Regions from separate parts of the Mus musculus genome. Here all the other regions are linked to region 1. A link is a contact called in public ChIA-PET, Hi-C, HiChIP or PLAC-seq, capture Hi-C and promoter capture Hi-C data. All regions are on one chromosome and are shown on one strand. The core of a region is the stretch at or near the end of the contact, and the rest is flanking DNA. Distances in the headings are between cores, read along the strand shown.

Region 1 (3,390 bases), core at 850-3,349:
TTGCTGCTTATTGACTCCACTGGGTGTTTGGGATGCCAGAGTAGCCCTGAGCCTTTCTCAGGGTGATCTTTTACACACAAAAAATTTTATATATCCCGGGTTGATATAGTTTAGTTAATAAGAACACTTAGCCAGAAGCAGAAGTCCAGAAACCAAAAAGCAAGGTTGGTACATTTATAGACTCTCCAAGTACTATGGACTTGGATAGGACTTTTTGGTTTTGTTTTGGCACATAAGATCCCTGTCCAGGTGCTGGGTTTTATGGGCTGAACGGCACTTCCTTTATGGAGTCAGTTGGGCTGAGATCTGGGGTCTTGTTACCTTCTGCCTATACCCAGGTCTGTACGGTGTGGATGTGTGTTGGTGAGTGGTGCTCATCCTGGTACTGGAGGTCCAGATGGGTGTGAGCCGTCCGTCCTGTGGGTCCTGGGAGTCAGTGCTCTTTACTGCTGATTGTTTCTCCAGCTCCTGCAGTTTGAGAACTTTTACCATTGGTGGATGGGATGGGATGGGGGCTTCTGGAGGTTAGAGAACAACTTTTGGAAGTCAGTTCTCTCCTTCCACTCCACTGCAGGTTGTCAGTAGTGCTCCACAAGCATTTTTTTCTTCTTTTTTTAAAGATTTATTTATTTATTATATGTAAGTACATTGTAGCTGTCCTCAGACACTCCAGAAGAGGGCATCAGATTTCATTATGGATGGTTGTGAGCCACCATGTGGTCGCTGGGACTTGAACTTGGGACCTTTGGAAGAACAGTCGGCGCTCTCAACCACTGAGCTATCTCACCAGTCCCACAAGCATTCTTTATTGCTGAGCCATCCTGGTGGCCACAGTAAGGTTTTTATTTCTTCACTTTCGCTGTATATTGGGGAAGGAGGAGGAAGGAGGCACGAACAAAGAGTCCTTATTTCTGTCATCTCCCTCTAAAATCCAGAGCTTCTGTAAAACCCTGCCTAATTTCTAAGAACACCATCTCCCAATATTGAAATAGCTATTTCGTTCAGTGCTGTTCACTTACCCACAGTTTTCAAGGTCAGATATGCCTCATGACATTGAGTGTTTGGAATTTGCCCTGGAAATAAGATTAAATGTCCTGTCCTAATCACACTTGTCTTAGAACAGACCTATCGGGCTCAGGAAATGGCTTACTATTAAGAGCACTTGCTGCATTGCCTAGCACAAAGTCTGGGTTCCCAACACCCCCATACTTGGTGGCCCACAATGGCTCTGTCTTCGGTGGCATCCTGTACACACAAATTACTCTCTCTCTCTCTCTCTCACACACACACACACACACACACACACACACACACACACAATCAAGGATCACTGTTGCTCCTCAAAGGTCAACTGTGGTCGTTGGAATTCCTGTCTCGACCTCAAATTACCTTAATTAGCTCAAACAAGGCCGTTAAAGCAGCCTTTCTAAATTAAAACTATATCTTCGGGGTCCAGGGATACCCCTCCCAATCTCCACCATAGGAGGAGCCAAGAAGGGAAGCTGGGCAGCGGCTGGGGGAGGGAGGGGACGACACATGACCCGGGGACGACCGAGGCACGGGAACCGACTTGTCCTCTGTGTCCTTGATCCAGCTTTTGAGCCGGCTAAATTCTTTGCTACCCTCTCCTTTTCCCGAATTTCAAAATCGAAAGCAGGAAAGGAAGCCAAACTAAACCAAACCAAACCAAACAAAGAAAAACAAAGTTGGGCGTGGTGGCGCAGACCCCCTAGCTGAGAAGCAGAGACATGGGGATTGCCGCGAGTTCGAGGCGTGACAGGGGTACACAGCTAGCTCCTGTCTCAAAAAAAAACTCAAGATCCAAAAGCAGCCAAGGACCCCACAAACAAACAAACAAAAAACCCTGAAGTAAACAAATCCTCAAAATACCCGGATGTAGAAGGCGGGCGGGAGTGGGGGATGGGGAGGAGGCGCGGCCGTTGGTGGAGTGACAACTGACGCGCATGCGTGTCTCCAAGGCGCAGCCAACATCGCTTGGCGATTGGACGAGAGTGGGACCCGCCCTTTCGCACGGATGTCTGTGCGCATGCTCGGCGCCAGCTTCCAGTATTTTCGATGCTGACGTCGCCACTAAGCTCAGTCCCAGTCTGGACTTTGGCAGTGGAGGTTCCTGTGCTCTCCGGTCGCTGGAATCGGGAACCTCGCCCGCTTCGGTTCCTGGTCGCAGAGAAAGGTGCCCGCTTGGCCTCTCTCGCCCTCGCGAGCTCTTCATCCGTTTAAGGTGAGTGGGGCCGCTTGGTCAGGGACCGGTTCGCCCTGGGGTGTCGCGCACGCGCACTGGGCACTGCGCGCCCCACCTGGATGATAGACTCTTGACTTTCTCTGTAGTTCCTAGACGCCGTTGCGTTTGCGGACCGATCTCCGTTTTCAGAAGGGAGCCATGTCCTCGGCCGCCATGTCTAAATACGTGAACGACATGTGGCCCGGCTCTCCGCAGGAGAAAGCCTCGCCGTCCACCTCGGGCTCGGGCCGCTCCAGCCGCCTGTCGTCGCGCTCCCGCAGCCGCTCTTCGTCCCGCAGCTCCCGACGCGACTCCCGCAGCTCTAGCCGCTCGTCCTCGCGCAGCCACAGCCGGCCGCGGAGGAGCAGACGGTCCCGATCCCGGTCCCGCAGGCGCCACCAGCGCAAGTACAGGCGCTACTCACGCTCGTACTCACGCAGCCGGTCGCGCTCCCGCAGCCACCGCTATCACCGCGACAGCCGTTACGAGCGGCCGCGGAGGTACTACAAGTCGCCGTCGCCCTACCGCTCCCGGAGCAGGTCGCGCTCCCGCGGGAGGTCGCAGCACCGGTGGTCGTACTACGCGATCACTAGAGGGCGGCGCTACTACGGCTTCGGCCGGACGGTGTACCCCGAGGATCGCCCCAGGTGGAGGGAAAGATCCAGAACCAGGTCGCGCAGCAGGAGTAGAACCCCATTTCGCCTGAGTGAGAAAGGTGCGTTTTATCAGGTTGAGGTTTGTGCCCTTGGTGGGGGTGGTGTTGGGGATTGAGTTCTGGACGCTTATCACCGAGCCACCTCCCCAGCTCCTCCCCGCGTTTAACTTCCTCAGCGCGCTGTGAGTCAGCCAGGGAGTCATGTGGTTGAGCAGTTTAGCTGGGATTTCGTAAGATTAGGCCCAGGACATCTTAACATCTAGGCCTGCGTTTGTTTTGGTGCTGGAAGTCTTTTGAGATTTCTTGAAGTGAGAGAGAGTTTTTTGTTTAGTTAGTAGTTAGGTAGAATATAGTTTCTCACGTATTTCCTTTCACCTTGTGAGTAAAGTCCATGCCGGATGTGACCGGTGCAGTAACCTGAACTAAAGTCCATTTATGGCTGTGGTGGTCAAGAGAGAGGAGGCTCACTCTTTCCTACTAGCTGGGTGAAGTC
Region 2 (3,444 bases), core at 273-2,772, 830 kb before region 1:
AACTTTATTGTGCCCTAGCTGGGTGTCACGGCCCCGCTCCCATTCCGGCCATTGGCTGTCAACTTTAGCCTCCTTGGATATCTGCTATCAACCCTTCCCGTGGGTTGGGATGTCTCTCGCTACTGATGGTGGCAGCAGTGGGTGGAGCACGGGGCTTCAGAAGCTGCGCCTTCACCTCAGCTGAGGTAGAAGAGGCACATTAAGGTATTGGCAAAGAAGAGGAAACTGCAGGCACCCGCATCGATGATGGATGAGGCCCCACTCTTTAAGGGGGTTTTTTTGGTGGAGGTGCTGTTTTTGTTAGTACCAGAAGCGGCCGTAGTGGCTTGTCCCAAGGATCCTGTTTGTATCTGCAAGAGAAGCGCTGCTCAGTAGGATTTGAACCTTCTGTTGAGGGCTCCTGCCCCTTTGTTCCCTTTCTTCAACTCTAGGCTTCCATAAAACTGCCATCAGCCCTGTTGAGATGTTTGGCTTCCCACCTCATCACAGGCAAGGGAAAGGCAGCCCCCATGTTTGTCATTCTTCCACCTCGAAACTTCCCACCACTTTTCAGGCTGCCAGATCCTCCAGCAAAGAGGGAAACAGAAACCCAAATGTGGGCTTCCCCTCCCAGAGCCTCGGTTTCCTCATCTCCTGGTGATCAGAGTCCACCATGGTCCAGAGTATCACACGTGACGGGCCTGAGTAAGGCCCCTGGCAGAGGGTGGGGTGGGGATGGCAGGTGACAAGCTGTCCTTGATGCTTGATCGGGCAGTAACTGAAGTTGCCCTTGATGGTCATCAAACTAGTTTTGGTGGCCATCAAACTGCCTTGATGCATGGTCTAGATGTTCTTGATCAAGAACTTGATGGCTCCATTCCCTGTGCTAATCAGGCCTCTCTGCGTACATAGTGCCACAAAGGATGCCTCCCAGGGTGGCAGTTGATCTGCAGAGTATATGGGAGACTTCTGTCTCTGTATTCCTGCACACCCACAATTCACTATGGCAGGGGCAGGGGACCCTCGGTCACCTATGGCAGTCTATTAGACCTCTCTCCAGCCCTCTCAAAAGGGCCACTTCTGCGGCTCTCCTCATCAGGGCTTCCTCTCCTGATCCAGAATTACCCAGAACCCTCTGAGTAGCTTCACACATCAGACACCTTCTGAGATTTCCCTCTCTGAGGCCAGTCTGATAGCGCCTGTGAGGAGTAGAAACCCAGCCATATAGGCCCTCCTAGATCCCTGGTTTCCAGTTGGCGACCATCTATCTCTGTCCCTGTGGTAGAAGGCAAGGGTCCCCACCACCACCACCGAGAACCTGCATTCCTTCCCCAGAACCTGGACCAAACCATTAAGCTAAGACCTGGTGGTAGCTGCAGTGACTCTAGGAGGAGCTGTCCTTACCTGAATCACAACCAGAAGAATGATAGTGAGGAAGAGGAGGAAGCTCTTCATCCTGAAATCTTCCTGGGCTCTGTAGCAGCTTTGAGAGATGAGTTCAGGACAGTCTGCAGGCCACTTTGAACCTGGCTGCTTTTTCTGCAGAAGAGAAAGGGAGGAGGCGGGAGGAAGGAGGGCCTAGGGGCGGGGAAAGGAGCTTCCTTCTTTCAAACCTGGGGGTGGATGAAACTAGCCTTGAGGTTCCTGTAGATGAGTTGTCAGTTCTCAAAAGAAGCACAGGCAGGGCATACAGAGCAACATGGAGACACGGGGCAGGATGGATGGATGGTTTCCAGGCTTGGAGCCCTGTGTCCTGGGAAGGAATCTTGTTTTCATGATTTGACAACTCAGACCTCAGGCCTGAGGCTGAATTTACAAGTCTTTAACATCCCCCTCAAAAAAAAAAAAAAAAAAAAGTATGCTGCAGTGATAAGCCTTATTTTTTTATCTTTGTATTTTGAGACATGGTCTATGTCACTCTGGATGGGTTTACATTCAAGCTGCTCCTGCCTCAACCTCTGAATTCTGGAATTGCAGCCCTACATCACACTGCTGACTAATCACTTACTTTAAAAAGAGCCAACAAGGGGCAGGAGAGGTGGCTCAGAGATTAAGAGCCCTGGTTGCTCTTCCAGAGGACCCAGGTTCAATTCCCAGCACCCACATGGCAGCTCACAACTGTAACTCCAGTTCCAGGGAGTCCAACACTCTCACACAGACACCCATGCAGGCAAAATATCAATGCATATACAATTAAAAAAATCATTAAAATAAAAAGCATGCCAGCTCTTAGGAGACAGAAGCAGGTGGGTCTCTATGAGTCTGAGGCTAGCCTGGGCTACATAGTGAGTTCCAAGTTCCAAGATTGAACTACATAGTTAAGATTCTGGCTCAGGCTAGGTGTGGTGGCGCACGCCTTTAATCCCAGCAATTGTGAGGCAGAGGCAGGCAGATTTCTGAGTTCGAGGCCAACCTGGTCTACAGAGTCAGTTCCAGGACAGTCAGGGCTACACAGAGAACCCTGTCTCAAAAATAAATAAATAAATAAATAAATAAATAAATAAATAAATAAATAAATAAATAAATAAAAATATTCTGGCTCAAAACAAAAATAAGCCAAAACAACCAAAAAGCCCTGTATATTGATAATGCCTAACTCTAGCAACTGTTATATAAATGGCAATTGTGTTTTGTTTTAAAGATTGAGTCCCTGTAATCCCAGAACTCAGGGTAGAGCCCAGGAGACGATCAAGGGCAGTTATATCTAAATGGTGACTTTGAGGCCAGCCTGGGCTACCTGGGACTCTGTCTGAAAACACACAGGCAAGCAAATGATCAGACAAGAGAAGGGAGCTAAGAGAGTGGAGTGGATGTAGAAGTCGTGGGAAATGGTGGATGGATCCTACCATTGGTTCTATGGAGGCTCAGGACCATTGAGATCCAGGAACCGGTAGCAAGATTTGATTAGTTTTGGGTCTGGCCCCATTTCCTCTGCTCCTCTGCTCTTTATTTTAAGTGAATCATTTTTGGGAAAAAAAAAATCCTTAAAGAAGTGTGTGTGTGTGTGTGTGTGTGTGTGTGTGTGTGTGTATGTGTGTGTGTGTATGTATGTGTGTGTGTGTGTGTGCATATGAGTGTTTCACCTGTGTACACCATGCATATGCCTGGCTCCTGTGAAGGCCAGAGAGGATATCAGATGCGCTAAGAACTGGAGTCACAGCTGTTCATAGGTGATGGTAATCGAACCCGGCTCCTTTGCAAAAGCAGCAAGCGCTCTTAAACCGCTGAGCCATCTCTCCAGTCCTTCCTGAAGTCTCTTAAGACTTGATGTTTTGGAATTTGGGTGAAGAAGTGTCATCCTACTCAGAGAGGCCTGAGAGGGGGCTCTTGGGAAGACAAACAGGTAAACACAGCCCAGCATTCAGGAATTAGAAGGCAGCTATTGATCTCTGCTGTGGGCAGAGCGATGGGAGAGTCCCCAAATCTGTTTGGACAGTGCCCTGCCCTAACTTAGACAAAACAAAT
Region 3 (3,437 bases), core at 507-3,006, 1.0 Mb after region 1:
TGTGAAGGTCAACGGCGTCTCATTTTATTCTTCCCAAGACAAGTTCTGTGCATCAAAAGCTGCTGCAAATTCTAATCGCTGTTTGGGAGGATCAGGGGAAGAAGTCGATTCGCCCACGCTTAGTGATTTAGACTGTATTTCAACATCAACTTGGGGGAGGAAGAGACAGAAAAGACACGGTGTTTCCTTATTACTCCTCAAAGGAGGAAGTGCTTGGTTCTGTCAACATAAGCCGATCTCTCCAAGGTGCCTGACAGAGGAGGAGGGAATACAGTTTCCACAGCTGTGAATTCCTGCACCAGCTTTGGTCCACACTTATGTGGTCTTGATCAACCCCCGCCCTTTACCTTGCTTTGGTTTCCTTCTCGGTAAATTGGGAATGGTGGGGAAAACAATGCTCTCCAGGGCCATTAAAACCTCTCATTGCTCTAACATGCTGTGGTTATCTCTGCAACCATGGAGACCTTTGTGCCATATGGACCATGTGACTTCTGGCTCCCATACTTCCTGAAGTTATGGGCACACACCATATACCATTGGGCGTGTGCTGACTGTAGAGGAATTGGGTGACTGGCCATATGAGTTTTAGAGATTTTCCCAGGGCAAGAGGGTTCTCTTGGCTCTCAATTTTTCTGGTCCCTCATGCCTCAGTGGTCCCCTGTGTGTGGGTCAGGCATGCTTGTTTAGCGGTGCCAGACTGAAGCTCCGGCCTTCCGGTGTACCAAGCAAGTGTTGTACTCCTGAGTCAGGTTTTCTTCAGTTAGATGCTAACTAAGCTCTCTGAGAGACCCTCAAAGTTTTTGAGGTGTAGCTCAGTCAGTAGAGTGCTGCATCTGCAAGAGCAAATCTCTGGGTTCAAAGGTCAGTACTACCTAAAACCAGGAATGGCAGTGCCATCCCCTACCTGTAATCCCAGCACTCCTGAGGTACAAGCAGGAAGATCAGGAATGCAAAGTTACTGTAGCTGTAAGTTCGAAGCCAGCCTGAGCTAGTTGAGACCCCCTTACCTCAAAATAAATTTAAGTTACAATTCTAAATTAAATTAAAATGTCTAGGGCTGGAGAGATGGCTTAGTGGTTAAGAGCACAGACTGCTTTTCCAGAGGTCCTGAGTTCAATTCCCAGCAACCACATGGTGGCTCACAACCATCTGTAATGGAATCTGATGCCCTCTTCTGGTATGTTTGAAGAGAGCGATGGTGTACTCATATACATAAAATAAGTAAATAAATCTTTTTTTAAAAAAATGTTTAAGTTCCTCGGAGTTCTTGTTAAGTTCAACGGACAAAAGATAGACTAAAATAACCACGTCTGCCCTTAATCTTTCAGCAGCCATTTCTCTCCCTCCGCATAAAGCTCCTTCTAACCTTGTTATTTCTCAATCTCTTCGGCAACTCTCCAATCTGCTAAACTCCACCTGCTGGCTGGAGGTATAGCACAGAGAACCCGCGGCTCCTAAATAGTCACTAAATAAAACGACCTGGCTTCAGCCTTCCCCTGAAGATTGGTGCAACAACGTGGACTTCTCCCAGTTTTCCCCACACCTTGGGTCTTTCTCACTTGCGGGGAATCCGGCAATTAAATCCTTAGGCGAGTCTACGGAATTTAAATTCAATAGAGCAGAACCAGCAACGCCGCCTTAAGTCTTTCTCCCTTCCAATGCCAGAGGGCGCTCCAGAGCCGCAAGCCTGACCCCACCCCCTCTCCTTCCAAGCCAATCGTTACTCTGAGAGGCGGGGCTACTCGCCGGCGCTTGCGTGTTAAGAGGGGGGCGGTGCGGGCCCGGAAGCAAGGATGTAGGAGCTGAACTTGAGTGGTGGGCTGTGGACTCTGGGATGCTGCTGCTGCTGCTGCTGCTGCTAGTGGCTGCGGCCCAGGCAGTGGCCCTGGCTCCGCGCCGCTTCACTCCGGACTGGCAGAGCTTGGACTCGCGGCCACTGCCGAGCTGGTTCGATGAGGCCAAGTTCGGGGTGTTCGTGCACTGGGGGGTGTTCTCGGTGCCCGCCTGGGGCAGTGAATGGTTCTGGTGGCACTGGCAGGGCGATCGGATGCCGGCCTACCAGCGCTTCATGACAGAAAACTACCCGCCCGGCTTCAGCTACGCCGACTTCGCACCGCAGTTCACAGCGCGCTTCTTCCACCCGGATCAGTGGGCCGAACTCTTTCAGGCTGCCGGGGCCAAGTGAGTGCGGGACGGGCGCGAGGCGGGAGCAGGCAGGCCATAGCCGGCGCTGCCTGACCTCGGAAGGTCCAGGACCCTACGTTCTGCATCTCGGAGGAAGGACGCTAAAGACGAGAATCCAGCTGAGGATCAGTTAAAAAAATAAATAAATAAAATAAAATAAAATAAAATTAAGGCGGGAAAGCACTGGGTGGTACACCTGTGCGGAGAGAGACTAGAATCAGGCTACATCGGTGTCTCGTTTGAAAGGTCCAGAACACAGCCCAGATTCCCGTCGGTGGCCCTGAGTTGTAGATCTGACCAGTCCCCTTAGGCTACGGGTAGCGTCCGTCCGTGGAAGCTTATAAAAAAGCGCCGCCTGACTTCCTTGTAGCCCTGTGCCTCTAAAGGAAGAAGGAAGGATGGAAGTTTGGGGTTGCTCTTTGTTGGGGTCTCCCTCACTTCTCACTTGCTTATAGTAGAACTCAGAGGAGGAAGGGGGTTGTTTGGGCAAAGCCCTGCAGAGGAAGTGCGTTTTGAGAGCCCTCTAAGCCAGAGAAAATATTGGCTGACTTTGGACGCGGGATTTGGCCACTGTGAGGGCAGCCTCCCGCTCCTGGCTTAGTGTAGTCCTCCGCTCTCTTCATTGATTTTCTGCCAAACTCCGACTTTTTATTCCCTCGGGACGTTAGGTTTTCTCCCCCGAAGGGAAAGGCTGTGTATAGCTGGCACTTAGTATTTTCGCCAAGTAAAAGGCCTGAGGGAACAGAAATCTGTCATCTTGCCATCTTGAGAGCCGTAATTTACAAAGTTGAACTCCAGCCTTTTTCCAGACTTCCTGTTTAATGGACGAGGTAACTAGCCCAGAGAGAGGAAGGAGAGGAAGGAGCCTGGTGTCCTAGACTGCAGGTCTATGATCTGGAAGTGAAAGCTCCAGAAAGCTCATGGGACAGGTGTGCCCAGGCTCTGCAAGCCATACCCAGAGGGCGTGGTTATTTGCTTGTTGAGTGGGAAGGGATTTTATATTTCAGAAGGACTTTTTGAAAGGGGAAAGAGATGTATTGCAGGAAGGACTGATGAAGTTCAGGGGCCCCTACACCAGCTAGTGGTAAAATCTCATGTAACATGCTATCTTTTCCTATAAAAGTAAGTGATATATTGAATGGACTGATTATCTCAACACATTTTTTTTTTCAGTCCTAGATATTTGAGCCTTTGTCACCTTAAATGACAGGCAGTTTCACAATCTTGGTTAAGAAAACAAGCAGATGGGGGCT
Region 4 (3,437 bases), core at 571-3,070, 790 kb before region 1:
AAGTTGTACTAAGTGAATCCAGTGGAGGGAGTGGCCAGCCCTAGCTGGGCTGACATTCTCTGTCTCAGCTGGGTCAGGGGAGCCTCAATGGGGGCGAGGCCTCTGAAGACAACCAGATGCATGTAGATCCACAAGCTCACATGGATACTTTCTCCAGAGTGTGCACAAAACCAGTGCCACAACTACCCCCATGGACCCAATCTAATACTGCTGCAGCTGTACACGCCCCCATCACCCCCCTACACTGAATCAGTCAGCTCCAACACGGGAGGCAGCCCGGGGGCAGCCACCCTCAGGCAGGCAGGCAGGCAGACAGCAGAACCTACATGGGAAACAGGGTGACTCAGCCATCATGGTCATGTGCTGCCAGCCAGCCATGTGTTCCACACACATACACACATGCACACGCACACGCAGCGGCAGCCCTGGGACAGTCCAAACACCACCAGAACTATCTGCCTCTGCCAGGCAGGGACCCGGACACCACAAGCAGTCAGCACCAGAGGAATGGACATTTAATTGTCTCTAGGGCACTCCTAGGATGGGGATGCGGGGCCTTTGGCAGAGCTCTGGCTGATGGAAGCAACAGAAATGCTCATCAGACAGGGCCAGGCAGAGAGGATGCCCCAAGGTGTGGCTGGGGACAGCCATCGTCAGGGCTTAAGACAATCTTTTGAGACTAGTTGGTGAATAAGGAATGTTGCCTCTGGAGGAAGAGGAGGCGGCTGCGGAAAGGGTCTGGGTCTGGGTTTGCAGATTAGGACGACAAGGAGTTGGTTACAAGGCCTGGTGAAGAGCTAGCTGGATAGGATCGGTGGCCATCCTGACTCAGGCCAGCTTCAGGAACTCCTGCAGTGTGTCCTGCTCCACGGCCTCCACGAAGAGTTCATAGTCCTGAGGAAGGGAGGCAGTCACCTGAGTCGAGGTGCAGGGCACCCCAGTTGTTTGCCCAGGTCTGACCCTGGCTGCAGTCCTCCAACACCTCCCAGAACCCAAACCCCATACCCCACAGTAGTGGTTCCCGTTGACAATCTGAGGTGGGGTAGCTTTGGGGTTGCCAGCCAAGGTTCGCATCTCATCTCGAAGGGCGTTGTCCTGGGAGATGTCCACTAGCTGGTATTGGATCCTCTTCCCATCTAGGATGCGGGTCACCTCACTCTGCTGGGACTTGATCTAGGGGCGGAGGATTGACAGGGTTGGCAGGCAAGCTGAAGGATTTGTGGGAGGAATTCCTTCGGGTGTGAGCAACAGCTTCTATCCTGCCCACTCTGAGGGGAGGTTCTGGCCACTAAGGGATGGGAAGGGTCCAAGGATAGACAGGTAAACTACTAGAGTTTCAGAAAGAAGACGGGCAAGTTCTGTGCATGACAGGGAAGCTAGACTCGGCGAGGGGCAGGCCCTCTCTACAAGACACATCTCCTCCTCCACAGCCGCACAGTGGAGAGGAAGCGGGATTAAAGCGGTCGGGGGTTGGTGCAAGAGAATGGATGGCCCTATACTGGGGGAATGAGCGTGGGCAGCTCACGCTGGGGATGCCGAGGGGCCCTTGGTGCGGGGGTTCAGGCTGGGCCCAGCCCTTGGACCAGACCTGGGAGGCCATACCCCGCACCTCACTGCTTCCATCGTGGGGGCGGCTCCCGGGCGCTGGTCGGAGCACAGAGACGGCCCACCCTCTCCGGGCGCCGGCCCAGGCACACACTTACTTCTCGGGAGCCGGTGACCGACGTGCTGTAGACGCGCAGGCCACTCATGCTGCAGGCGGGGGACACAGACCAACTGAGGGACGGTGGGAGCGGCAGCTGCACGGCTAGGAACTACGCTGCCGCCGCCGCGCTTGGGAGCGGTTTCCTTCCTGCTCCGCCCGCGAGTCACTGCTCTCGGGACCAATGAGCTGCGCAGGCGGGTAAGGCGGGGCCTGCATGACCCCGCCCTGCTCCGTGGCCTGGAGCCGGGAGGACCCCTGTCCTCTGCAGCTACTTGGCTCCCCCACTTCCCCCTCAGCCCCATGCTGGGGACCGGCTAAAAGGCAGAAAAAGCTGGGAAGGCAGGCGGACCGGTTCAGTTAAAAGCTTTCCCCAGTCTACCCGGGTTGTGTACATTCAGTGGCCAAAGCAGTGCCACCCAGGTCTCCCGGTCTCTTAATAGCACAGCTCAGTATGGAACTTTGGAAGGCGGGTCAGTTCGCAAGCTTAGACAGCAAGGGCCGGGGGGAAAGCTGTGGTGGGGCGCTGGAGGGCGGGGAGGGCCAGTGCAGCCAGGACATTTTCTCTAAAGCACCTCTCCACTCAAACAGGCTCAGACAAGAAAGGGGTGGTGGCTGTAAGCGAGGGGGTGGGGGAGCGGCTCACACCCTTCAGGAGCCAGGGGGAGGAAGTAGGCTGCGGGACAGCGAGCGTGCTAGTGTGCGGAGTCAAAGGCTGGTGCCCCGACTTAACCTGGCTTGCACTGGCCCTTGGCACAGCTATTTTTGGGGTGATCCCAACTTAACTCTACCTTTACATTGCAAATGACACCCCACATCTTTGAACTTTAAGAATTCAGCTAATGAGATGGAAGAGAGTCCAGCACCCATTCCAACTGTGGATCAAGCTCTGTCAGGTTCACTATAGGCCCCAAGAGTAGACCTGGGGCTACATAAATAATGGCGCAGGAACAACACAATTCTGCTGCCTGCTGAGGCAAACTGCCTGTCTGCTTCTGGGGAAGTCATTTCCTCAAAGCCACAGAAACCCAGAAGCTGCTGACCTCTGAGAGGTGTGCAACTTTGTAGTGACAACTGGCGGCGGTTGCTCTCTGCAACACAGGAGTGTGGGCAGAGACTAATCTGTCGCCACCCAGAGCAGAAGTGGGAAGACTGAGCCTCCACACTGGATCTGCCTAAACTCACTTCAAAAGAGTCACAGGCAGGCTGGCAGGGGACGCTGGGAGGCACTAGGAAACCGGAGTGTTTGTTAAATGTTTTATTCTGTAATCAAAATAGGCAATACAAACCAGTCGACTTAACAAAGAGTCATATAAATAACTTTATAAACTTTACGAAGAAAAATACCCGTGAGCATGGAGGCTGGGCTCCCGATAACAGGGTGGAAACCAACCAGGAAGCTCTGTTTTAAGGAGGCAGCAGCCCGGAGGCTGAGGGGATGGTCAGCTGGGTGTGATTACTCTGAAAGGTAAGCCACTCCATAAGAAAACATAAACTTGTTAAAACACTGGCAAAGCGGCCCCTCAGGCCCTGGAGGTCCATGGTGCTGTTAACAGCCCCAAGGCTTAGCAGAAGTCCTGTCTGCACCCCCACAACTACTTTACTCCTCATACATACAGGGCCCTTGGATCCAAACTAGAGGAGGTTGAGGGCTGGCCAAATAACCAGATACAACTGAGACGATCCCTAAATTGGGAGGCAAGAAAAACCAGAAAGCTAAGGCTCAAAGGCCTTA
Region 5 (3,191 bases), core at 145-2,644, 950 kb after region 1:
CACCTGTAAGTAAATACATGTAAACAATAAATTCCACATGTTCCTTGTGATGTTTCCATAGTTCCAGTTCTAGAAGTGTTGAAGAAAATATGACAAGATGGCATTAGGCTCGACTTCAAAACCATCTACCTCAAAAAACTAAAGTCGTGAGCTAGATACCAGTTTGTGAAATTGAAAGAAGAAAAAAATTAAAGCAAGCTCTTCTTTCATTCTTTGTACAAGCTAAAAGAAATAACCCCACACACCGAAAGCCACCCGTGGCTGGTGGGGTCTCCTATACCAGACTGGCCTCCAACTTTAAGCAGTCTTGCCCCAAACTCTGGAGTGCTGGAATTACAGGCACATAATACTGCAGCATCGCCATGCATGGCCGCTGACCTTAATAGTTTAGAATTGCTTCACTCCTAAGATAATTGGCCCCACTGTGATGGGAATCTTTATACCTTTCAGTTTGCTTTTCAGATTGAAGGATTTCCACTACTTGTCCTCTTCCTTGCTGCCAAGCCCAGGATAAGAGACGTTGCTTTCTGCTAGATCCTTTCCTTTGTCTCAGTACACAAGTTTTCATGAGCCAGTCTGCTGATTTCAGCCTAGGAGCTGAGGTCCACATCGAGTCTCCTCAGCACACAAGTTTGAGAGAAGTCCTAGCTAGAAAAGGAAAGAGAATTACTTGAAAATAACCCCAAAAAGTGATCTTTTAGACATTCTACAGAAATGGCTGTCGCTGCTTCCTCAAAGCTTCATAGATGATGTATGAGACCACGACTTTCTTTGACCTCATAAATATCAGCTTACAACTCTTGGGGGCTTACCTGCAACTCTTACCCGTTTTAAAGTGAAACTAGGACCCGCACAGCCATTTCCACATCAAGGTTCTGTTCCCAACAGCGCGCATCGTGATTTCGCCTATGACTCCGGTAACGGGTGCCATAATTTTTCACAAACCATAATAACCTTACATTCCTAAAGATCACGCCTCTAAGGGGAAAGGTTTCTCTGTTCTAATTAGCAAACACCCTCACAAGGCTGAGAAGCCTCCGACTTTGTAAGTCAGAAGGCCCGCACTCGCAGTCACCCGCACAGTGAACCTGCAAGCTCGCAGCCTCAGCCCGCGGCTCCGCTCCCAGGGAGTCGGTCGCACCCGACCGGCCTCACTTCCTCTTCAGCCAGGCCCAACAATGGTGCCCGCGATGGCCAACATGGCCGCCCCCGCCACACTCACCGACTTCGAGCGGCGGCGGCGGCGGCTCCCTCTCGACCTCCAAGCCTCCTTCCCTCTACAGGGAGAAACGATGCACGGATCTAACAGCCCACGAACGAGTCACGGATCACAACTCCGTCTGGGGACCAACCTCCTACTGCCTTTCCCGACAAAATGGAGGCCGCTGCAAGCGCGGAAGAGGACCGGAGACTGTGCAGCCAATGAGGACGCGGCAGCGCGTCCCGCGGCCAATGAGACGCCAGCCACCGCCTGTTGCTGGGGCACGCGGGGGGGGGGGGGAGTGCGGGGTGGCTGTTGTCATGGTTTGAAATCCTGCGGGAGGAGCATGTCGGGAATAACTGGCCCGCTTCGGGAGCCGCGCTGCTGGACTTTCCCCGGCTGGCGGAGGGCAGCTGCTCTTCTGCTGGCCTCTGGCAGCGGGGCCCGTACTTTACTTCCGTGACCAGACCTCTGCGCGGCGCCCGTCTTTGTTCCTGGCCCTTTCTGTCCTGCGGTCACTGGGCCAGCCCCAGAGCTGCCGTGGGTCATATTCACCCCACCCAGAGCCCGGCAACTATTTCTGCACATGACCACCTTCCTTTTTTATGTCTCCTCTGATCTAGCTTCACTTTTTTCTCGGTACCTGAGACTGTCACTACTATCAGGGCCTGCTTTTTCTATACACAGCACTTGCTGGATCCCTACACATTTTTTGGTCTTGTTTCGAAAGTGGGAAAACTAGAGAAAAGAAATATACCGCTCAAGAATGACAGCAAGGTTCGGGAAAGAAAGGAGAGATATCTTTTGTTTAAGAGAAAAAGAAAAACGTGTATCCTAGAGTCAACATTTCAAGGGTGAACACCAATTTCAGTGAATAATTCTGGGGGTAAATGTGCCAGGTGTCTTGCCTCATTCAGGCCTGTAATCACAGCTTCTCAGTTTTGAGGTCAGTTTGGAGTACATAGCAAAACCCCCATCTCAGCAAAACAAAAACGTTTCATTGGCTCCAAATTGTGATGCAAATAAGACACACACACTCACACATCTATCTATATAGCCATTGCTGTCCAGAATTAAGTTGGTCCAGAATTCTGCAAGCCTGTCCAAATGCATCTAGGGTGTTTTATCTGCTCCCTACCTCATGCTAGACTTTTGCTTATGTCATCTCATTCCAGTCTCAGCAATTTTAAGGGCAAGGTGCTATTCTGATTTCCAGTGTTCTTGGATTCAGGACATCTCAGTGGTGCCACACTTCAAAGCATAATGCTACAGTGAGTTTCAAGAGCCTGGGCTCATGTGCCCTTCTTCTCTGTGCCTAAAAGGTGCTTGACATAGAGGACACCATTACCCACATTGTCGGAAAGCTTGGGTGCCATGAAGCCTGCCTGTGTCCTGCCACCTGGCTGAGCCTGCTCTCTCCTACAAGGTCAGCGTCAGGCTGCCCTTTGGGAGAGCATGGTTCCGGCATTCACCATGTCTTAGCACTGTCTCTAGCTCATTAATAGCTACCAGTCCACAAGAGCTCCAAACTCTGGACCATGTGTAAAAAAGAATTCCTTCTTCGAAATATCACCGTCTGCCTGTCTGATTTTGTTTGGTTTGTGCATCGCATGCTTGCAGTGTCCTGGGAGGCCAAAAGAGGGTGACAGGTCCTCCGTAAGCCCTTACAGAGAGGCCTGCCTCTTCCTCTCTAGTCCTGGCACTAACCGTAAGCCCTTACAGAGAGGCCTTCCTCTTCCTCCCTAGTCCTGGCACTAACAGCATCCGCCACCATAGCCAGTGGATATTTAATTTAAAGCATTCATCTTGCCCACACTTATCTAGTGCCTGCTTTGGGAAAGAAAGAAAAAAAGAAACCTCATCTGGATCCAAAAGAAGGGAAAGCCCTTTCCTATTTGTGAGAGAAGGGAGCTGAGCTTTGGGGAAGTTTGGCCTGGTTTCTCTAGACAAATAACCTGCTCATTGCAAGGGAATTAGAAGTTAAGAAGGT
Region 6 (3,267 bases), core at 464-2,963, 970 kb after region 1:
GATGGTTGTGAGCCACCATGTAGTTGCTGGGATTTGAACTCAGGACCTTCAGAAGAGCAGTCAGTGCTCTTAACCACTGAGCCATCTCTCTAGCCCTCAAACATTTCTGCTGTATTCTCACATGCTGAATCTAGCAACATTACCCACAGCATAAAAATCTCCCTCCTGAAGAAGCCCTGATCATCCCTCCTATAGAGAAGACTTCATGTGATGGTCATAAGATTCCACTTAAACATTTTACCTAATGATAGCTGTAAAAATGTATGAGGAAGATACAATACCAGAGTATGTTCTAGAACTGGACATTAGAAACATACTTCCTAAGCCAGGTAGTGGTGGCACACACCTTTAATCCCAGCACTTGGGAGGCAGAGGCAGGCAGATTTCTCAGTTTGAGGCCAGCCTGGTCTACAGAGTGAGTTCCAGGACAGCCAGGGCTACAGAGAAACCTTGTCTTGAAATACCAAAAAGAAAAAAGAAAAAGAGAGAGAGAGAAGGAGAGAAAGAAAGAAAGAAAGAAAGAAAGAAAGAAAGAAAGAAAGAAAGAAAGAAAGACGGAAGGAAGGAAGGAAGGAAGGAAGGAAGGAAGGAAGGAAGGAAGGAAGGAAGGAAAAGGAGAAAACACACTTCCTGGGATGGGATGAGACCAATCTGCAGAGTTCTTACTCTGCAAGCATGGGGCCCTGAGGTCAATCCCCTGGAACCCAGCTTTAAAAGGGAAAGGTGATTCAGTGGTTAAGAGCACTGGCTGCTCTTCCACAGGACCCAGGTTCAATTCCCAGCACCCACATAGCTGCTTGCAATTGCCTGAAACCCCAGACCCAGGAGATCCGAAGCCTCTTCTGATCATTGAGGGCACCAGGCACACATGTGGTGTGCATACACACATGCAGGCAAAACACTCACTCACATGCCTATATGTACATGCATGCACACACATGCACACTCACATGCACACGTGCACACACGAGCATCCACAGGCACATGCACACATGCTTGTGTGCACATACCAGGCATGGTGAAGAATACTATAATCCCAACACTGGGTAGATGGAGACAGCCAGCCTAGCCTTGCGGGTGAATCCTGGGTTCCAGTGAGAGACCTTGCAGCAAAACTCAAGGTAGATCTAGGAGGATACAAGCTGGCATTCAACTGAGCCAGCAACTGGCCCCCTCCACAGTTCTTGCTATGTCTTCATAGCAAATTCCTCTGTTAGAGGTAATGCTGTGTGGAATGGTGTCTTAGCTAGGGTTTCGTTGCTATGAAGAGACACCATGACCAAGGCAACTCTTACAGCCAAGCATATTCAAACCACCACAAATAGCAAACAAGCCTAGCTTCAGGTACCTGCTTGGGTTCCTGCCTTGATGTCTCTCTCAATAAGAAACTGTCACCTGCAAGCTGAAATAAACACACACACACACACACTTTTGATTTTCTGCTTTGTGATTTTTGAGGCAGGGTCTCTATTTGTAGCCCTGAATGTCCTAGAATTTGCTATGTAGACCAAGCTGGCCTTGAACTGCCTCTGCCTCCCGAGTGCTGGAACTAAAGGTGTGTGTCATCATGCCCAGCTTCTGAACTTGCTTTTGTCACAGTCACAGAATGGAGCAGAACCAGGAGCCAGCAGCGTTCATTCATGTCATCTGCCAACACCTGCAGGCATTTGCATCTCAAAGCTCTGGGCGAGAGGGAGGAGGCATGAGGCACACACATAGCCTGGCACATGTCACAGACAAAAGGATGTAAACTTTACAGAGGTCAAGTGAGTTGCAGGACAGCATACACCCGGGGCCAGATTAGAACCCAAGTTTCTGGAGTCTAAGGTCTATGCCTATGCCCTCCCCTGGCCAGAGTTCCTAGGAAGAGAGAATTCAACCGCAGGGCAAGAACACTGTGGCACTGAGGACCCAGAGGGGAAGTGGTAACCGGTACGGAAGGCCAGATCTCCTCTCACTCACTTATCTGCACCAGACCTCCTCTCATTCACTCATCTGCGAAAGTGTGAGAGCAAGAAACCCCAGGCTGGAGCTGCAGCTCTTGGGACCTACGTGGGGGTCCCTGCTGGGTCTCCAGATCTGGATACAGAATAGCCAGGACAAGGCTCCACAAGACCCTGGGGCCCAGCGGCTGACAAATGACAGTGAGTGTAACTTCCTTTGTTGTTTTACTTCAGACTCCTCGCTCCAGAAAGCCTATGTTCTAACCTCAACTCTTCCCTAACTCTTCGCTAAGTAAAAGGGAACTGTCTGAGGCAGGGGGATGGATGTCGGACTGGGAACATGGGTCATAGCTCAAGACTGGTTCTCCTGAGATAGAATTTTCCTTGCCTTTCTTCACAGTAATAAACCCCCAAAACTTAGGTGGCCTTTTTGGGGGAGTCTATTTCTATTTACCCCTGAAACAGATAGCCACTCTAGGCCAAAGAAAATTTGCTTCCAGTCCAGCTTAGTGAATGGGACAAACTTATTGGTGTTGTCTGTAGGGACATGGGTGGCTTGGGCAATTGTATCATCAAAAAGCCTACCCCAGCATGGTGACAAGTGCTCAAAGCTAGTGACATCGCTGGTGTCCCCATTAGTTGACAGTCCACCTCCAAGCAGCAGACAGGACGGTTTGCAGGGGTGAAGCAGGAGGGAGGGATGGAGTGTTGGAACGTCAGGGGAGGGTCTAATGACCCCACACACAGGGACTGGTACAGGCACGATTTTTTGAAGGCCTCCTGTAGATAATCGAAGCTGTTGGAAAGAAAGGGCCACACAAGCCCAGGGAACAGAATTCCACGCCACACAGATCTTCTCTGTGGGTTGGGCTCTGCTCCAAGGCCCTTTCAAGGTTTCCTTTATTGGCTGCTCACAAGTCAACCTCTGTGGTTAAATGCTACCCTACCCCACACTCGGCAGAGGGAGGCTGCGTGCTACTCCCCTGAAGTCCCAGGGGCATCTCTTGAGAATATTGGCTTGAATATGAGTATTTTGGCGTCCTGGTCTACTCTACTGGGCCATCCATAGCAGGTGGGGGTTTGAAAAGGACTCCAGAAGACTAAAGCCTTGGGACTCACCTGGGCAATCTGAAGCCTGTGGGGTTTTGTTTGTTTGTTTGTTGTTTGGTTTTGGTTTTTCAAGACAGGGTCTCTCTGTGTAGTCCTAGCTGTCCTGGCACTCACTTTGTAGACCAGGCTGGCCTCGAACTCAGAAATCCGCCTGCTTCTGCCTCCCGAGTGCTGGGATTAAAGGCGTGTGCCTCCACGCTCGGCTTGAAGCCTG
Region 7 (3,557 bases), core at 958-3,457, 930 kb after region 1:
CCCATTAAACAGATCCCGGATGCTAGAGAATTAGAGAAGTTACTGGTTCAAACACACCACTACCTTTGCTCCTTTGGACAGAGAAACTACAGTGTCGTGGCCTTGGAGGTCACTTATGGATGGTACGTAGACCATAGAAGGGGGTAAAGCAAAAATTGCCTGGAATATTCCTATTTCTCTGCAGGATGTAATGGGTGGAGAAGTAGGCGGAACAGATCATCTTCACACAGCAGGAGAGAGAGATGATTGACAGGCACACTGTACACCCAAGCTGCTCACAGAGAAGGCTCCAGTGCAACATGTTATGTAAATACACCTATCTCAATGGTGACAGCCAGAAGCAGTTGGCTGATGGGAGCTCATCTACGTGGTTGAATCTTCCTGGGTTGCTACTGAAATTACAGTGCCTTTCTTAAGAAATGTTCATTTATTGGGTTACATCGATCTGCCAGCCAGTCGGGTATTTCTAATCCTCCCTGCGCTTTTAAACAGAAAGAGAGAAATGTGAGCATGTGTGTGTGGGTATGGGTGTGCCGGTGCCCGCAGAAGTCAGAAGAGGGTGCTGGATCCCCTAGAGATGGAGTTGCAGGCGGCTGTGAGCCACCTACATTGGAACTGAACTCAGGTCCGTGCTCTGGAAGAGCAGCGCGTGCTCTTAACCGCTGAGCCACCTCTCTAGTCGCTTTCGAACAAAAAGATTTGCAGCAACTTATTCCCCCACCCAGATGACCAAATTATAATTTAAATCAATTATACCATCTTGCAATAAAGCAAAGATTCAAACAAAATACTGAAGACGCATTCCCAGCGGGCAGTACTTTCCTGAAGGCCTTCGGTACAGCCTCCTTCACACCACTCCTTTGGCAGAGCTGCTGTTTGGTAAATTGCACAACGTGCCCAAAAGCCTGGTGGTCAAGGGGTGTTGGACTTCTTGCTTTTCTTCTTGGTCATACTCTCATTCTCTCCGCAGTCCTCATGTTTACCAGAGACTGTGTGATGTATGTGAGGGAAGTGATGTGTGCATCTTCTCACTCATAAGTTTGAACTCCGTAGATATTAACGCATATAAGCCATATTTAAAAACAGGGCGCTGGGCAGTGGTGGCGCACGCCTTTGATCCCAGCACTTGGGAGGCACAGGCAGGTGGATTTCTGAGTTCGAGGCCAGCCTGGTCTACAAAGTGAGTTCCAGGACAGCCAGGGCTGTACAGAGAAACCCTGTCTCGAAAAGCAAGCAAACAAACAAACAAACAAAAAACCACACACACAAAAACAATAATAAAAATCTAAGTGTATTGCCCACTTGTGTATGGGTGCCCTAGGAGGCCAAAGAGGGAACTAGTAACAAAGCACTGAGCCCGCTCCCTCAACGTGGGGAATAGAGGGGAGGAGGCGCTAGAGAGAGGGAGGGGAGGGAGAAGAGAGGAGAAAAAAGGAGAGGGAGAAAAGCAAACCAGCTAGCCAAGGTTTTTTTGTAGCTGGGGAGTCCCATGATGAGGACTGAAAGTTGGAGGGGGACTGGAGCAAGAGGGGGACGATGGGCCGGGGTGAGTGGGCAGTGTCTGTCTTAGGGTGCAGGCAGGTCTGTGGGAAGAAACTTGGCTAGCAAATCCAAGGACCTAGATTGGATCCCCAGAAAACAACAAAGAGACAAACACCACCTCTTCAAGGCTGGAAAAGGGGTTCAGGCACCTTGCATGTGAGCAACAGAGACAAGGACAGCAGGGCCCGGGTCTCACGGGGAGGGAATTGCGTGCCTAGGTGACGCGGATGTGCAGCAAAGGCAGAGAGTTGCACGCACGGCACGCCGAAAGCTCTGCCCCTCCCCCAAACCCCACAAAGAATCTCTAAGTTCCTCTCTCTGGCCAGAGATCTGATAAGAAGCCCAGGCGCAACTCCGAACAGCGGATTCCGGAGCAGCCTCTAGCTGGCTCCGAGGCTCCCGAGCCCGGTCATGGTAGTTTAACCCGAGCGCTCGCCGAGAGGAGGAGGGATGGCGGGCTCGGCCGGGCGGGAAAGGGCGGGAAAGCGCAGCGCTAAAGAAAGAAAGAGGGGGAGGGGAGGAGCCCGCGCCTGGAGCCAATGAACGGCAGCGAGGCCGCGGTGCGCGCGTCAGGCCGGCGGCGCGCGCACGCCCAGAGATCTCGCGGGAAAAAGCCGTTGTCCCCCTCCGCCGGTGCTGCGGGGCGGGAGGTGGGAGGGGGCCTGGAGGCGGGAGCCAAGTCTCGCGAGAAGAGGCAGTTGCCGTAGCGGAGCCCTCTGGGTCTGTGCGAGTGTGGTGTGAGTGGATGTGAGCCGCCGCCGGAGCTGCGGACGGTTTGCCCGAGCCCGTTAGCGCCGCCGGCCCAGAGTCCCGCCGCCACCATGTCCCGATACCTGCGCCCCCCTAACACGTCTCTGTTCGTCAGGAACGTGGCGGACGACACCAGGTGAGCGCACCGGAGCAGCTACTGCGCGGGGGAGGGAGGCCGCGGGCGCCCGGCGAGCGGCGGCCGTGGCGCGGGGGAGGGGCGGGGCGAAGATGGCGGGGCCCGCGCCGGCTCTAGGCCGCGCCGCCGGCCTGCAGGAGCAAGGGCGGACACCGGGCCGAGCGCTGGCGAGCGAGCAGGCGTGAGGGCCGCGTGGCGGGCATTCGGGGGCCCCGTCCTCCCCCGCGTGCTCGGCGGCTGGGCCGAGCCGGCGGGCCGGACGTGTGTGTCCCTCATGGATCCGACGTCCACGTTCCATGAGGTGCACGCCCCCCTCGGCCTGAAAGGGATTTTTGTTGTTGAAAACGGGAAAAGGGTTGCCAGGCGGGGCGGCCCAGGCCAGCACTCGGGGAAGCCGAGGCGGGAGGATCGGCGCGAGTCGGAGGTCAGCTCGGGCTACGAAGTCAGAAGATGGAAAAGATGCGAGTGGGATAACGGGATAGCGGAGGGGAGGGTTTGCAGCTCCATCTCCCCCATCTGTGTGGATGGTGATGAGTGGATTCGAGATTGCTGTGGGGGAGAGGAGTCGTGGAGATTGGGGCGAGTGTAACAATTTTTCGGTTAAATGGAGTGATCCACGTGTTTTCGCGGAAATCTCTTTGAAAACGAGGTGCTGGAGAGACCGCTCCCGTTAGGGACCTTCGTGATTAACTTGGGTGAACGGAGGCGGTACTTTTAATAAAAGTCCGCCTTGTCTCCGGGCGTAGCCCCAGCACTCAGAAGACGGGTCTGGGAGTTCGAGTCTCGCCTGGTAAAGGGCTTTGTTTTCACAGCTTGTCCTTTGCTTTGAATTGCCTTCGGAATTTTTCAGAAGAGATTTTTATCACAGGATTACTCTTCGTGTTCGTACAAAATAAACTCCGAAGAAAAACTGAGGTTTTGGGTTTTTCTTGTTTTGTGGAGTTTTGTATCCTCTTTGTCATTACGCATAAAACAAAAGTGGTTAATTAACGACTTAAAAATTTTTCCATTTTGTCGTTTTAATACTTAAGTATGAAGTATGTAGATACTGTGATGGTTTTATTTCAGATTTTTAATGGCTGACCCTGTTGAACAATTTTAGCGTAAGCGGGGATGTGATGGGAATGCT

The links. Promoter capture Hi-C pulls out the DNA fragments that hold promoters and counts their contacts. A called contact is a pair of places that touch in the nucleus more often than the background predicts. ChIA-PET counts read pairs in DNA pulled down with a chosen protein or histone mark. HiChIP or PLAC-seq counts read pairs in DNA pulled down with a chosen protein or histone mark. Capture Hi-C pulls out chosen DNA fragments and counts their contacts.
Region 2: an RNA polymerase II ChIA-PET map of memory CD8 T cells shows a contact between it and region 1, with 175 read pairs. The contact joins the promoter of Cd52 here to the promoter of Rsrp1 in region 1. A contact is called at or near these places in 1 of 39 promoter capture datasets (the C10 cell line), 2 of 484 Hi-C or Micro-C datasets (B cells and CD4 T cells) and 4 of 115 datasets of contacts at active chromatin or transcription factors (bone marrow-derived dendritic cells, bone marrow-derived macrophages, effector CD8 T cells and 1 more).
Region 3: a contact with region 1 is called in a capture Hi-C map of embryonic stem cells, with 3 times the contacts expected there. The contact joins the promoter of Fuca1 here to the promoter of Rsrp1 in region 1. A contact is called at or near these places in 2 of 39 promoter capture datasets (hippocampal neurons and liver), 4 of 115 datasets of contacts at active chromatin or transcription factors (astrocytes, bone marrow-derived macrophages and embryonic stem cells) and 1 of 9 other capture datasets (embryonic stem cells).
Region 4: a contact with region 1 is called in a promoter capture Hi-C map of liver, with 2.8 times the contacts expected there. The contact joins the promoter of Sh3bgrl3 here to the promoter of Rsrp1 in region 1. A contact is called at or near these places in 4 of 39 promoter capture datasets (hippocampal neurons, liver and pre-B cells) and 3 of 115 datasets of contacts at active chromatin or transcription factors (bone marrow-derived dendritic cells, bone marrow-derived macrophages and effector CD8 T cells).
Region 5: a contact with region 1 is called in a Hi-C map of B cells, with 14 read pairs. The contact joins the promoter of Pnrc2 here to the promoter of Rsrp1 in region 1. A contact is called at or near these places in 7 of 39 promoter capture datasets (the 3T3-L1 cell line, the C10 cell line, embryonic stem cells and 4 more), 6 of 484 Hi-C or Micro-C datasets (B cells, CD4 T cells, LSK cells and 3 more), 6 of 115 datasets of contacts at active chromatin or transcription factors (bone marrow-derived dendritic cells, bone marrow-derived macrophages, effector CD8 T cells and 3 more) and 2 of 9 other capture datasets (adipose tissue and liver).
Region 6: a contact with region 1 is called in a Hi-C map of B cells, with 8 read pairs. The contact joins the promoter of Cnr2 here to the promoter of Rsrp1 in region 1. A contact is called at or near these places in 1 of 39 promoter capture datasets (hippocampal neurons), 1 of 484 Hi-C or Micro-C datasets (B cells) and 2 of 115 datasets of contacts at active chromatin or transcription factors (bone marrow-derived dendritic cells and bone marrow-derived macrophages).
Region 7: an H3K4me3 HiChIP or PLAC-seq map of embryonic forebrain shows a contact between it and region 1, with 2.1 times the contacts expected there. The contact joins the promoter of Srsf10 here to the promoter of Rsrp1 in region 1. A contact is called at or near these places in 3 of 39 promoter capture datasets (hippocampal neurons, liver and pre-B cells), 2 of 484 Hi-C or Micro-C datasets (Th1 cells and cortical neurons), 8 of 115 datasets of contacts at active chromatin or transcription factors (T-cell acute lymphoblastic leukemia, astrocytes, bone marrow-derived macrophages and 5 more) and 1 of 9 other capture datasets (adipose tissue).

The regions. Positions count from the first base shown.
Region 1 is chr4:134,921,526-134,924,915 of GRCm38.p6, forward strand. It overlaps Rsrp1 (arginine/serine rich protein 1), which reads left to right and starts at 2,100. Exons shown (of 5, transcript NM_023665.3): 1 at 2,100-2,242; 2 at 2,350-2,957. The coding sequence starts at 2,402.
Region 2 is chr4:134,093,551-134,096,994 of GRCm38.p6, forward strand. It overlaps Cd52 (CD52 antigen), which reads right to left and starts at 1,523. Exons shown (of 2, transcript NM_013706.2): 1 at 1,384-1,523; 2 at 1-350. The coding sequence starts at 1,434. The coding sequence ends at 177.
Region 3 is chr4:135,918,970-135,922,406 of GRCm38.p6, forward strand. It overlaps Fuca1 (fucosidase, alpha-L- 1, tissue), which reads left to right and starts at 1,757. Exons shown (of 8, transcript NM_024243.4): 1 at 1,757-2,181. The coding sequence starts at 1,835. Cnr2 (cannabinoid receptor 2 (macrophage)) reads left to right here. Exons shown (of 2, transcript NM_009924.4): 2 at 1-1,250.
Region 4 is chr4:134,126,913-134,130,349 of GRCm38.p6, forward strand. It overlaps Sh3bgrl3 (SH3 domain binding glutamic acid-rich protein-like 3), which reads right to left and starts at 1,821. Exons shown (of 3, transcript NM_080559.2): 1 at 1,704-1,821; 2 at 1,006-1,173; 3 at 494-894. The coding sequence starts at 1,751. The coding sequence ends at 829. It overlaps Cep85 (centrosomal protein 85), which reads right to left. Exons shown (of 14, transcript NM_144527.3): 14 at 2,946-3,437.
Region 5 is chr4:135,872,452-135,875,642 of GRCm38.p6, forward strand. Pnrc2 (proline-rich nuclear receptor coactivator 2) reads right to left here and starts at 1,395. Exons shown (of 3, transcript NM_026383.3): 1 at 1,223-1,395; 2 at 444-648; 3 at 1-3.
Region 6 is chr4:135,893,476-135,896,742 of GRCm38.p6, forward strand. It overlaps Cnr2 (cannabinoid receptor 2 (macrophage)), which reads left to right and starts at 1,714. Exons shown (of 2, transcript NM_009924.4): 1 at 1,714-2,144.
Region 7 is chr4:135,853,864-135,857,420 of GRCm38.p6, forward strand. It overlaps Srsf10 (serine and arginine-rich splicing factor 10), which reads left to right and starts at 2,208. Exons shown (of 6, transcript NM_001080387.2): 1 at 2,208-2,428. The coding sequence starts at 2,364.